Regions from separate parts of the Mus musculus genome. Here regions 1 and 3 are each linked to region 2. A link is a contact called in public promoter capture Hi-C data. All regions are on one chromosome and are shown on one strand. Each heading gives the region's core, a stretch centred on a gene start, on an enhancer-like site or on the middle of the called end of the contact. The rest is flanking DNA. Distances are from core to core; before and after follow the strand shown. Region 1 overlaps Slc41a2 (solute carrier family 41, member 2). Region 2 holds the start of Chst11 (carbohydrate sulfotransferase 11). Region 3 overlaps Slc41a2 (solute carrier family 41, member 2).

Region 1 (4,594 bases), core at 238-2,737, 310 kb before region 2:
CTCAGTAAAGAGCACTGGAGAGCAACATCACTCCAGAAAAGTAGAAATGGCAGGAACTGGATTCCAGGTCTAGTTCGGGTGGATAGAGAAGAGGAGCTGTTGTAGTGTGAGCTCTGGTTCATATGAATAAGGCGCTCTTTACTGGGGAAGTGCAAAGGCTTGTACCCATTCACAGGGCACTAGTTACATGTACAATAATCTTGGAAGCTATCAGAATCTATCACCGAGCCAGCAACTGAAGTAACAACACAGCTGTTGCTGCTGTTTCCACTTTCTTGTTTCCGGATTTCTTTCCAAAGCAGAGTTGGAGCTTATCAAGGGAACGTTTTCACGTAGACCTATGCTTTGGCATCAGGGGAGAGCAGGGAGCAGAAGGACAGTATGCACCTAAGACGCGGGTGCGGGCTGCTCCAGAGAGTCATGCTCAAGTGTCTTTTGCAGTGGCCCCATGTAGGACTTTGACTTCTACAGTTTAAAGGGTTTCTGAGGAACTCCGTCCGTGTTCTTTTAGTAAATGGGACAATCAGGGGAGGTGCATTCCTGAGGTGCGTGGGAGTGGATGGCTAAGTTCTAACTGAAGGACATTGATGATGGTGTGTGTGAGGCTCTCGAGTCTACATCTGGGAAAGGCGTGGGGTTCCACCTACAGGTCGTAACATTCACTCTGGCCTTAGCTTGACTCTCTGCCATTTCATCATCCATGTTTGAAACATCCCTGTAAAAGGGAATATCGTCTCTGTCTCTGTGCAGCCAGTCTTCACGGCAAAGTATTTATTGTGCTGGAATTCCTGACTCTGAGCTGGAAAACTCTTAGCCAGACTCAGGGGGGAGAGGTTCCTTTCCCTTCCACGCCCTCTTGATTTGTCTCTGCTTTTCTATTGTGCCTCAGTTTCTCCTTCTGGGACCTTAGTTCCTTAGTCTTAAGGGTTTTCTGAGGCCGAACTCTGTTTTTGTAACCTCTGCACATCAAAGAAGGATGGAGAGTCAGGGACTGAACGTTGTGATGTCCGTGGTCTAAGGGAAGCCTGGGATGGTCCCAGCATGGGGCTGAGAGGAACCTCACCTAGATGGGAAGCGAGGATGTAGACTCAGGATCTCACATCGCAGAAACAGTAATCATGCAGCCATGGAATTGGTTGTCTGACCCTAAAATTAGCACCAAAATATGATTAAAAAAATTATCACACATCTGGGAACTCTGATGTAAATCATTAAAACTCAAGACAATCTTGACATCAAGTTAAATAGGACTGAGGACAGTTGCCCCAGCTTCAGGTGAGTTTACAGAACTCTGCCCTTTCCTCCATCTGTTTGTTGGTGGTGTAGGGAAAGTGGGTGTTGTGTTCCATGGTATGTGTCTGGAGGTCATTGGACGACTGTGGGCTTCGGTTCTTCTGTCACGCAGATTCTCGGGATGAACTCAGGTCATGCTTTGGCAAGCTTACTTGGTGAACCATCACCCAGCCCATGTTCTCCTCTTTAATGGTGGCAAAGGTTCTTTCTCCTACTGTGCCAGCCTATCAGGGGCAGGGCTGGTGTATTTCAGTAGGATGACTCAGTTAACTTCTTGTGATTGGTTTGAACACACAAATCATAAATTCCAAGTTACCAGCAATGCATTGGTGTCTCATTAAGGAAAAATCAGTTGGGCACCAGTGGCGCACGCCTTTAATCCCAGCACTCAGGAAGCAGAGGCAGGCAGATCTCTTGAGTTTGAGGCCAGCCTGGTCTACAGAGCCAGAGTTCCAGGACAGACCTATACAGAGAAACCCTGTCTCAAAAAAACAAAAGAAAAAAGAAAAAAAAATCACACACACACACACACACACACACACACACACACACACACACACACGCCATCCCTTGGTGTCATTTTACTAAGAGTAAGGGCTGGATTAAATTCTCTGCTTCACTCTCCCTGTCTCTTTTGTCCTTGTATGAGTCTGGGGATGTTCCTGCTGAAACTGTCTTAGGAATGTCTGTTCTGAGTATGTCTGTCCCTGTGTGTGCCTTGTCTTAGGGGTTCTATTGCTTCGACAAAACACCATGACCAAAAAGCAAATTAAGGAGGAAAGCGTGTATTTGGCTTAATCTTTCAGATCACTGTTCATCATCGAAGGAAGTCAGTGTAGGAACCTGGAAGAAAGGAGCTGACTTGGAGGCCATGGAGGGATGCTTTTTACTGTCTCGCTTCCCTTGGCTTGCTCAGCCTGTTTTCTTATAGAACTCAGGACCACCAGCCCAGGGATGGCTCCACCCACATTGGGCTGGGCCCTCCCCCATCAATCCTTAAGAAAAGGCCTTAGAGACTTGCCTACACTCCATCTTACAGAGGCATTTTTCTCAATTGAGGTTCCCTCCTTTTAGATGGCTCCAGCTGTGTCAAGTTGACATAAAGCTAGCCATCAGAAAAGGACTGTATTCTCTCTCTTGTTGAACAGAAAGTTGTTCAATGGGAAAGGGATGAAGGGTACGTTGTAGAAATCTTTAATAGACGTTACAAGGGATGAAGTGACTGACTTCACCTGATTCACACGAGGGTACAATTCAACGCTTATGGTGGATATTTATTTTATAAGACTGCTTGTTTTCATAACTCATGTGCATTAGTTTTTAGTTGGGCATAGAAGAATACATAATTTAATATTACAGTTATGCATTAGCTTGGGTGATTACATGGGAAATCCAAGGCAAGGAAGGTTGATTGTTGCATCATTTTAAAGAAAAGGCAGGTTGAACAGGCTGAGCACACAGTAGAGCAGCACTCTTAAGTCTCAGGTGGACTTCAGAGTATATTAACAACCCTGGCCATAAGGCCCAGCAAAAAAATCCAATCTCTTAGAATGTAAGTTATTTGATAATATTGCATTGCCACACCTTCTGGCCTTAAGAGTAAGACCTCTTGGGCTGTAAAAAAAAGAATGTACCAAAAATGATATCAAATAGCCTGGTAGAATATGAGAGAGCCATTCCCAGAGGGGATCCAGTGGTGGGATGTGTCCAGTGGAAACAATCAGTTGTAGTGACTGAGTGTGCGTTAAACCAACTGCAAGGGAAAGACAGCAATGCACATCAAAGCATGGAACGGGCTCTGGCTGGCAACAGATGCCTAAATGGGACGTGCCTTTGTAAGGGAGGTTGTGGTTCTCTCATCTGAAGAGAACGTTTACATCTTTTCGCAGTTCCCTGGTGTAAACATCTTTGTCTTCAGGATGCTCTTGGGGCTGAACGACTCAGGGAAAAGTTTTATTCCAGAGGATAAGGCCGTGATAACATTTTGAGTTCTGGGGTGGAGTAAGGTCTATCTACCCTAAAGCAAGTACCAGATCATCGGAATGAGGTCTCATTATCATTCTGGGCATGGTGGCGCAAGTCTTTAACTCCAGCACTAGGGAAGCAGAGGCAGGTGGATCTCTGTGAGTTCAAGGCCAGCCTGGTCTACAGAGTGAATTCTAGACCAGCCGGGAAATACACAGGGAGACCCTATCTTCAAAACAGCACAAAACAAAAACCAGAGATTTAATTTTCGGTTTCTCACGGGGCACACATCTTTCTTTAGTAGTGGGTTAAGCCAGGGTGGTGGTATGGCTCTATGTCCTGGCTTATTATAGATTATTACAGATGAGAACACACAGGCTGCTACCATGTGGGCGTGTGGACTTTATTGTTTCTGTTTACCAAAAGACACAGGTGAGCAGAGCAGTTGGTGCTCTTGTCCCTGGGTGAGCTGAGACAGCAGGCTCTTCAGCAGTGTTCTGCTGATCCGTGGGGACATTTCTGCAGTGTCACCTGCCAGCATTGCTATAGCTGTTGTAACTTTTATCCTCCTTGGACATCCATGTGGTATATACACTATATGGTATATACACTATATGGTATATATGCTAGGTTCAGACGTAAACAAAGGGTTGGGGAATGTCTCCTTGATTTTAGGTAAGGACTTTCAGCAGCAGGTTTTATTGTTGAGCTTTGAACAGACTTTTCAAGGCTACAGTTGACAGTAACTGATCCTTTATCTTTTTTTAAAAAAGATTTTTTTTTTAATTTATATGAGTACACTGCAGCTGTCTTCAGACACACTAGAAGAATACATTGGATCCTATTACAGATGGTTGTGAGCCACCATGTGGTTGCTGGGAATTGAACTCAGGACCTCTGGAAGAGCAGTCAGTGCTCTTAACCTCTGAGCCATCTCTACAGCCCCAGAGCCTTTATCTTTTAGATATTCCTGGTTACGTCAGAAGTTAATTTAAAAGGAGGCTAAATGAGACAGAAACAAAGTCTTCTTATCGAAAGAGAGCAAACACTTATTGTCTTGAAAAAAAACTACAGCTTTTTTCTTTTTAGGCAAGATTTCAGAAGCAAAATCAGATTAGTTTTTATCCTTCAGGTTACTTCGGGAAGCTAAGCTCTGTGACAGCTGTCGGCTCCAGGTATTTCAGTCTCTTGAGAACAGTGAGGTGCCCCCTAGCTGTTGTGTGTGCTAGAGTCTCACTGCCTGACTGGATGTTGACTAATGTCTAATGTTGACATGAAGAGCCTGCACTTACCCTGACTGCCATTGTGCTCTGTTCCAGTGATTTATTTAAAGCGG
Region 2 (4,199 bases), core at 1,494-3,993:
AAACGTCTGTAGGTTCGTATCCAGGTCGATGTCTTGAAAGTTGCATTTGCCTGGCACTAAAAGAGGGCTCAGCAAAAGCAGGCTCCTGGTGATATGAATTATAAACAAATGTCATTTAGTGAAAAGAAAGGAGACCAGGAAGGGAAGGGCCCAGCAGGATCAAAGACAGTATTCAGTGACCCACAGGCTTGGACAAGGCTAAAAGTTCCAGAAGGCTACACTGAAAAAAAAAAACCCTACAGCCACTTCCAAGTCAATTGATAAGTTAAATTCTGATGATTAGAAAGCTGGAAACGCAAGGCCCTGGCTACAGGTTGTGAGTTTTTTCCTCCGTGTCTTGAGTAAAGCTTATTTCGTAGTTCACCACAGGATTCATGCTAAGGGAATTCTGATGGACAACTTACAGGTGCACAGAGGTTCACGTACATTCCTTCCATACACTCCTGGTCTAAGCACTTCTGCTGAGAATTACCGGGCACGCACCATCCCAGCAAAACTTGAATAGGCCTGAACACAGCTCTGAAGTCTAGACCAAATCACTGGGCCCTTTGTTTAAACAGCATTAGCTTCATTATATCTGCATACCAGCCTGTCCTCTAGCCCTCTGGCTTGGTTCTGGGTGGCCCCTGGAGCTTGGCACTCTTGAGATGCCCGTGTGTCTGGTCCCACCCTCTTGCAACCCAGAATGCCAGCAAAGTCCATTTTTAAATTCTCTCACAAGTTTCACAACCACAGGTTTGAGTAAGGAGTTTGCTGACATTAGACTAAAAATATGAGCTGCAAACAAAAGCCATCTTTTACCAGGACTGGCTGGGGTGTCCGGGTAGCACAAGACCATATTCTTGGCAGCCAGACCTCCTTAACAACTGTTGTGAGCCCCAAAAGGAAGAGAGGCCAGTCTGTCCCTGCGCTGTCAAGGAATCCCTGCCTGTTTGATGCAAGGAACAGCTTTACGGCTCTGTCTGGCTTGATGAATTCGCGGCTGAGTCTACTGAAAGTGTTAGCTATACACGTAAAGAAGGCGGGAGGCAAAAAAAAAAAAAAAAAAAAAAAAAAAAAAAAAAAACAGCCTTATTTCCCTGGAAAGATACGTGTTTCCACCCCACCCCCTTCCTCCCTGCTATTAGGAAAGGAAATGATTATTGTAGCGACTCTGAGGAGTCAAAATATGTCAAGGTGACCCAGTACAGGTCTATTGATCCAGAAGAAATGGGGAAAGGGGTTCCCAAGTCTAAGGCTGGGTGGCCACATACAGAACCGTCTTAGAAAGTCCTACCTGTTGGGCTTCTAAACCATGCAGCACAGCCCGGCCAGAGCACTCCAGGGCGCCCCTCTCTTCTCTAGCACCAAACTTTCCTTCTGGACCCCCGGGATGAGGGGTGCCTAGGCCCTGCCTATCCTGATAGGAGACTTGGTATTTAGCCTAAGCCAGAGAAGACGTGAGGAAGGATTCGTTCCTGTGCTGCAGAAGTCTCTAAATGCTCAGAACCCAAGAAGAAGGGATGAAACTGCACAAAGTATCTCCAAGAGCTTTGATGGTCAAAGTGCAGCCCAAAGGCTCTGGAGTTCCTAGCTGGGGGGTCTGGGGCCAGGAGATGGTAGACCAGGCCCAGGAGCAACAGCTGCAAAGTCACCACCGTGCTGGACCCTGGGGTGTTTTCGCAAAATATCTCCCCCGATGGAGAGAAGAGCAGGGAACCTACCCACTCTGTCCCCACACCTGCTCTGCTGCTGAGCTTGGAACACGTGGTAGCTGGGCTTGGGGCTTCCCAGGCGGCTGCAGGGACTCACTACCCAGCCGGGGCGTGCACCACTCGCCCGGGGGTCCCCAACCAGGAAGAGGCAGCGCTGCCTGGCGCAGAACAGCCGGCTGCCAGCGCCTGCTTCACCTCAGCCCTCAGCAGCAACCCGGACAGAGTTTTGTAGTCTTCCCATCAACCCGGGCAGCTTCCAACAAGCCCTACCTTTCTATGCCACCTAGCCAATAGACAAGACACAAAGAAAAAAAGAAAAGAAAAGAAAAGAAAAAGGAGGCAACAACACGCGCCGCTGTCTCTCCTTGCAGTCTCAACCTCTAGCCTGGAGATGGGAGGAAGAGGAAGCGCACCTTCTCTTCCCATCCCAACTCCGTGACCCGCGGATCCCGGCAGTAAAGAGCCCCGAAGAGGCCGAAGGGAAGAGGTGAGGTTGGAAGAAGCAGAAAGCAGAGCGAGAGAGGAGAAAATATCCAACAAAACCACGCTAACGCGCCCCCTACCTGGGTGCAACATACTTTGGAAATAGAAGATGACCAAGATAAAGGATCCGAAGCAAGTGGCCAGCACCATCCGGCAAATTCTGTTCATCCTCATCACTTCCAGCAGCGCCGGCTTCATGGCTTTGTCCTGGCCGCGGGGACCCGGCTGTCCGGGAGGCGCGTCCCGAGCGCAGAAGCGGGGACCCCGCCGCGGGGGTACCAGCACCGGGGAGGCTCAGAACAGAGCTGGCTGGGCTCCGGAGCTGGCTCCCGCTAGCTTCACCGAGGCTCTCCGAGGCCCCGACTCTGGTCTAGAGGGTGAAAGGCGCAGGAGTTGGTGTGCAAGTGTGAGGATGCGTGGCTCCGGCCGCGCGCTCCTGCCGGTCCGCCTCGCCTCTGCTCGATGCTCCGCCGCCTCCTCTGCTGGCGCCTGCGGCCGCCGCTGCCTCCTCACGGGCCGGGCGACCGGGATGCGAGAAGGAAGGTGCCGCCGCCGCCGTGCACTGGCCTCTGTGACTGTCCAGGCCCCCCTCCCTCCCTCCCTCGCCAAAAGCTACTTCATTGCGCTCCAGTGATCTATATATTCCAGGGCTGGGTTTTACCAAACGCAACTCGCAGCCCCCGGCGAGGGGAGGGCGCCGGCGAGCGGGGAGGGCGGGGCCGCGCCGGGGCGGAGCGTCGCCTCCCCCCGCCCCTACCCGAGACGTGGTCGCGTCCAGCTGTTTCCCGGGGAGTCCGGAGTGCGCAGCACGCTCCCGCAGGGTCCCAAAAGCCCTCAGTCCCTGGGCGGAGCTGGGCCGCTGTCTCGAGGTTGCGTGAACGTTTCCATGACACAACCGGGATGGGGGAAAACCATGAATAAGATGCTGTAGTGCTGCCACCCGTTCTCCGGTGTGGCGAGAAGCAGGTTAGGTGACAGAGGCAAACAGGAGCCCTGCTGACACGCGACCATTTACAATCCCTGGGCGGTTTAGCAGGGGAAGTTGCCCCACGCTCCCCTAAGAGCGGATGCCCTTCTCATACTGATCAAAAACTGGGCAGTTCCGTTTTTCTTTCAAAGGACAGCTCAGCTTGAGGGCTGCTTTTGCAAAGAGGTTAAAGAGAGCGGACTTAAAGTCAAGGTTAGGGAAACTGTTCCGGCATCCCAGGATCTGGTGACTGCCGCTGCTAGCCTTTCTGACACGTGCCCTCACCCGCACCCCTCGGGGCAAAGCGGGTTTGTAGCTTTTAAAACTGTTTCACCAAAAGGTACAGCTTTCTGTAATTTATTCGAAGTGTATGAGAATCAGTCGGACGGATGTGAAAAGACGCCCCTAAAAGTCCAACAAAGTGTTGGGAGTGGAGGCTGGGAGGGGGAGATCCAAGCCAGCTTAGCCTTGGCAGGTAGAGAGAAAGATGGCGCTGCTTACCTGCATTGTGTAAAATGTTGTTAAATGCTCAGCTCCATGCATTTGGGTGGCCAAGGATCAATAAGGTGGACGCGGGTCAATGATAAGGAGATCACTTTTATGCCAGGAAAGCAGGGTTATTGTAAAGCCTGACCTTTCTACTTTACCATTAAATGCATTTACAGAATGCTGGATTCCATAAGACATTGTACCTTTGAATGTGTCTCTTCACAGGGGCACTGATAAATTCTTGTCGAATCTGAATGTAATGGGCCTTATCCTCCCCTCACATTTGACAGACTCACAAGTTGCTTTCTGATACATGTATCCAGAAACGCCTCCAAACCTCCTCTTCCTTCTCCTGAAGTTTTCCCTTCAGCAGAGAAAGTCCGCAGGCTTCCTGTGATTCAGACAAGAGTCAATTACAGGGAGATATTTATGTAGCCAGTATTATTTTGCTGCTCCTTTATGAATGAGTTGCTTGCTGAGGTGGCCGAGATATACATGCTCCAATACAAGCCACTCCCCAGGGAGTCCCCACATGATGTGAGTAGGCACTGCTGTATAGTCTCCTC
Region 3 (4,539 bases), core at 1,306-3,805, 280 kb before region 2:
GGCAGTTGTGGTAGGGGAGGAGGGGTGGGAGGGAGGACCACCTGTGATAGGGGAGGAGGGGGTGGGAGGGAGGACAACAGGGCACTGCTGGGGAGAGGGGACACTCCTTGTAAATACAGCAGGGGCCCAGGGGTGGTGCTTTATAGTCTATGTTTGCTTATACATGGTTTTTGTTTTCTTTTTTTTAAGGTCGTTACACTTTTTCTTCATGTACAAAGACAGCACGATCAGTTTCACTGGGTAGACACTGTTGAATAACACACTCAAGGTCACTTAGTCCAACTTAATGAAGCCTTTGATGGCATGTGTTGAGCCCACAAGTCCAGGTCAGACTGTATCTTTACATCAGACTTAGAGCAGACACAGCAAGAGCGAGAACCCTGGCCAAAGTGCCATGGGTGATTCCAGTAGAGCTGCGGCTCCATCTTGTCTTCAGACAACCATGAGGAAAAAGACTTTTTTATAGATTCGGGGGCGGGGCAGGGTTTCTCTGTGTAGCCATGGCTGTCCTGGAACTCACTCTGTAGACTAGGCTGGCCTGGAATTCACAGAAATCTTCCTGCCTCTACCTCCTAAGTGCTGGGATTAAACAACCACCCCGTTTTGTTTGTTTCAAGACAGGTTTTATCTTTGTAACAATCCTGGGTGTCCTGGAACTGGCTTTGTAGATCAGGTTGCCCTCAAACTCAGATCTGCCTGCCTCTGCCTCCCTATGAGTGTGTCATATTTATTGAATATTAGGGTGCTGAAGGCCTTGGAAAGATAAGCCACACCGTCCAGTCAGCGTGAGAGAAGGGATCCATCCCTGAGAAGTGGTGGAAACAGGGAGGAGGGGAGGGACGAGGGATTAGGATGGGGACTTAGGGCTGAAGCCTCACTTGTCCCAGGTCAAGTAGACAGATTTAGTTACCAGCACAGCTCCTCTCAACCTCTGTCCATGTCACAGTGCATGAAGAGGAAAGCCATAATGTTTGAATGATGTACTAGGCTGAAGGAGGCACTTGAGGTTATTCTAAGAGTTAGAGGGTTGTCTCACCATGCCTGTAATTCATTTCCCACACACCAGGTAGGGAGGACTAATCTAGGGCAGTCATTTGTAAGCTGGGTTTTTTTTCACTACACTTTCTGAAGGAGCCATTTAAAATAATTTCCCCCAAAGATGGCTACATGAGTATAACATTACAGATTCCCTGTGTGTCTATTTATATCTGTTATACAGTACTGCATAGTGCAAAGTTACACATATACATATTTATCACATGATTATATTATAAATGTATATGGAAAATCTATATTCTTTATACATTAAAGAATGTATACAGTATATACTTTATACATGGAAGGAATACAGTATTTTTGCCCTCACTAGTAATGAATGAGCTACAATGGAAAATGCAGAGGTCAGTCATTAGCCAGTTTATGCAAATTATGGAAAATAAAGAGAGTGCATGGGGAACGGGAATTTAGTGTACCTGCCCATATCCAGATGGAAGGGCTCCACCTGCACCTGAAAGACAGGAAAATGGAGACCGTCTCTCCATCCCTGTGAACGGAGGACATCTCTCCATTCCTGTGCATGTTTTGAAACTGAAGAGTAATTACTGCACGTGAGCGCTGATGAGGAGCCCTGCCTAGAGGATGTACTTACGGGGGCACATGGAAGGGGCTGTATCACTTGCCAAGGAGATTGGGAGCAGATAGTGCTTTTTAAGGAAATAAACTTTTGTATTAGGTTCCATTGAGAACGTGCAAAAGGAATTCTCCCCCCCCCTTTTTTTGTTTTTTTGTTTTGTTTTGTTTTGTTTTTTGTTTTTTCGAGACAGGGTTTCTCTGTGTAGCCCTGGCTGTCCTGGAACTCACTCTGTAGACCAGGCTGGCCTTGAACTCAGAAATCCGCCTGCCTCTGCCTCCCAAGTGCTGGGATTAAAGGCGTGCGCCACCACTGCCTGGCAGTAACAGAATTCTAAAGGACTCCCTAGATGAACTTGCTGCTAATTTCTTCTTAGCATCAGGTATTTACACAATTAATGAGCTTATTCCAGCATAATGTACTTAAAATTAGGACCTGTGGATACCGAGGAGTCTTATAATAGTGACAGGCTGTCTCTTCTGATGTTTTTAATTTATAGGAGACTATCTTTAGATGCTTCCTGCTACCTTTAATCATGCAGTTAGTATCTGTAGAATTTAAATAATTCAAACGCTGTATTAATAACAAGTTTTAAAAGTGACAGTGTATAAAACAGTACCAAGAAAGCATACTGACATCAAAGAAAGCTGCTCGAAGGTAATAATTTTTGCAGTAATTAAAAATTACTTGTCAGTGATCCTAACAAGACCATGGAAGGCTGGCGCTTATTAGTCAGTCGCTCGCTGGTTACGCTATTTCTTTACATGGTATTCACTTCGTCTGGAAGAGTAGCCCTGGTGTATTTCTTAAGTTGACTGAGGAAAGCTTTGAGATGACTTATCCCGTGTGCTAGTCCCCAGCATATGGTAGCACGGAAGCGATAAATGCTGCTTCTGTAGGCTTCTATCAAGGCATCTGTGCCTTTCAGAGGGAGCTACAAGTGACCATTAATAGCTCAATCTCCATGAAATCGCAGCTATAGTAGGTCGCTCAAGCCTTACAGCACATGCTGCCTCTATGTGCACTGAAGCGTCCCACGTCTAACGAGACACCAGATGGAGCATTGCTCTCCGAGTCCCCAGAGGGAAGAAGAGAAGAAACGAGCAGAGGTGTGTGCATTCCTGTGGCTGGCGTTGAAAAGTGTTATCTGCAGCAGTTTGCTTTCTTACCGTCGGATTCTTCTGCATTTGGAGAGGCTGTGAGCCATGAATGTCCATGGATGATTACAAGGTCCCATCTTCCTCTCTGTGTCCCCCAAATCTCTGTGACAGTGCTTCAGTTCTTTAGGACAAATGCTCTGTTTCTCTCAGTGGCTGGGATGCGTTAATTCACTATCAGCATAGTGAGTTACTGGCCTTGTGTTGTACTGTGAGCACATGTACGGTTGGTGTTAGTTGTGGGTGCTCCTGTGTTGTCCTGTGGCAGGTGTACAGTTCATGCCAGCTGTGGGTTCTCTGATCTCATCGCTTACTTTCAGAAGTGAGCTCTGAGTGGAAAATCCAGGCTTAAGAACATAGTTGTCATAAGCGTCTAATAGACAAGCCAGTATGCAGGGGCTGGGGCAATGACTCAGAGGGCGTCACACTGAAGACCTGAATTTGACTTGCCACCAAACCCAGGTTAAAGCTGAGTACCATAAGTTCACTTATGATGTGTAGACAAGAGGGTTTCTGGAAGCTTGTAGCCCCCTAGCCTAGAGTACACAGTGACAAGACAATGACGAGAAAGAGACCTCTATCACACACCCGGGGTTCCTCTGTGGCCTCCATATGTGTGTTACGGCACGCGTACACACACACACACACACACACACACACACACACACACACACACACACACACAGAAGAAACTCAACAAAGAAGCAGAAGTTATTCTAAGTTGGTAAGGATACCAGACTGAGCATGGTGGTGCACACTGTTAGTCCCAGCACTCAGAAGGCAGATGCAGGTGGATCTGTGTGAGTTTGAGGCCAGCCTGGTTGAAACACTTCCAGGTCAGCCAGGAGTACACAGTAAGACTGTACCTGTCTTAGTTACCGTTTCTATTGCTGTGATGAAACACCACAGTACCAAGAAACTTGGGGAGGAAATGATTGGTTTCAGTGCACACTTCCAGGTTTCTGTTACTGAAAAAGATCAAGGCAGGAACTCACACAGGGCAGGAACCTGGAGGCGGGAGCTGATGCAGAGGCCATAGAGGTGTGCTGCTTACTGGCTTGCTTCCCCTGGCTTGGTCAGCCTGATACCTTATAGAGCCCAGGACTACCCTGTCCAAGGATGGCACCATCCACAATGAGTGGGTGCCTTCCCCCACTGATTAAGAAAATGCTCTACAGGCAAGCCTGCACTCCAATTTTATGGAGGCATTTTCTTAATTGTGGCTCCTTCCTCTCAGCTGACTCCAAATAAATGGAAAAGCAGAACAGCTCTGTACTGGCTGGTTTTGTGTGTCAACTTGACACAGGCTGGAGTTATCACAGAGAAAGGAGCTTCAGTTGAGGAAATGCCTCCATGAGACCCAGCTGTAAGGCATTTTCTCAATTAGTGATCAAGGGGGAAAGGCCCTTGTGGGTGGGACCATCTCTGGGCTGGTAGTCTTGGGTTCTATAAGAGAGCAGGCTGAGCAAGCCAGGGGAAGCAAGCCAGTAAAGAACATCCCTCCATGGCCTCTGCATCAGCTCCTGCTTTCTGACCTGCTTGAGTTCCAGTCCTGACTTCCTTTGGTGATGAACAGTATGGAAGTGTAAGCTAAATAAACCCTTTCCTCCCCAACTTGCTTCTTGGTCATGATGTTTGTGCAGGAATAGAAACCCTGACTAAGACAAGCTCCTTGCTAGCTTCTGACTGCCTGACGAATTTGACAATCGTGCTAAGTGAAGGGCTTCCAATAGGAAACATTGAGTTAGGGAC

The links. Promoter capture Hi-C pulls out the DNA fragments that hold promoters and counts their contacts.
Region 1: a contact with region 2 is called in a promoter capture Hi-C map of 3T3-L1-derived adipocytes, with 5 times the contacts expected there. The contact joins the enhancer-like site here to the promoter of Chst11 in region 2. A contact is called at or near these places in 10 of 39 promoter capture datasets (the 3T3-L1 cell line, 3T3-L1-derived adipocytes, the HPC-7 cell line and 6 more), 1 of 15 datasets of contacts at CTCF or cohesin (CD8 T cells), 14 of 484 Hi-C or Micro-C datasets (Sertoli cells, cerebral cortex, cortical neurons and 7 more), 18 of 115 datasets of contacts at active chromatin or transcription factors (the NIH/3T3 cell line, SST interneurons, bone marrow-derived macrophages and 14 more) and 1 of 9 other capture datasets (pancreatic islet).
Region 3: a promoter capture Hi-C map of hippocampal neurons shows a contact between it and region 2, with 3 times the contacts expected there. The contact joins the enhancer-like site here to the promoter of Chst11 in region 2. A contact is called at or near these places in 9 of 39 promoter capture datasets (the 3T3-L1 cell line, 3T3-L1-derived adipocytes, the HPC-7 cell line and 5 more), 3 of 484 Hi-C or Micro-C datasets (the N1E-115 cell line, bone marrow-derived macrophages and uterus) and 5 of 115 datasets of contacts at active chromatin or transcription factors (craniofacial prominence, embryonic basal ganglia, embryonic forebrain and 2 more).

What each region holds. Positions count from the first base shown.
Region 1 is chr10:83,287,899-83,292,492 of GRCm38.p6, reverse strand. All of the region lies in intron 6 of Slc41a2 (solute carrier family 41, member 2), which reads left to right. Among named protein-coding and RNA genes, the nearest start is that of Slc41a2, 48 kb to the left of the region's middle. Within about 2 kb of position 1,487, at least 6 of the 459 cell types and tissues checked have an H3K27ac peak or open chromatin away from gene starts, as enhancers often do. A contact at or near this core is called in 3T3-L1-derived adipocytes and uterus, where this site is marked.
Region 2 is chr10:82,984,041-82,988,239 of GRCm38.p6, reverse strand. Chst11 (carbohydrate sulfotransferase 11) reads right to left here and starts at 2,743. Exons shown (of 3, transcript NM_021439.2): 1 at 2,258-2,743. The coding sequence starts at 2,375.
Region 3 is chr10:83,265,002-83,269,540 of GRCm38.p6, reverse strand. All of the region lies in intron 8 of Slc41a2 (solute carrier family 41, member 2), which reads left to right. Among named protein-coding and RNA genes, the nearest start is that of Slc41a2, 71 kb to the left of the region's middle. Within about 2 kb of position 2,555, at least 26 of the 459 cell types and tissues checked have an H3K27ac peak or open chromatin away from gene starts, as enhancers often do. A contact at or near this core is called in the N1E-115 cell line, hippocampal neurons and pre-B cells, where this site is marked.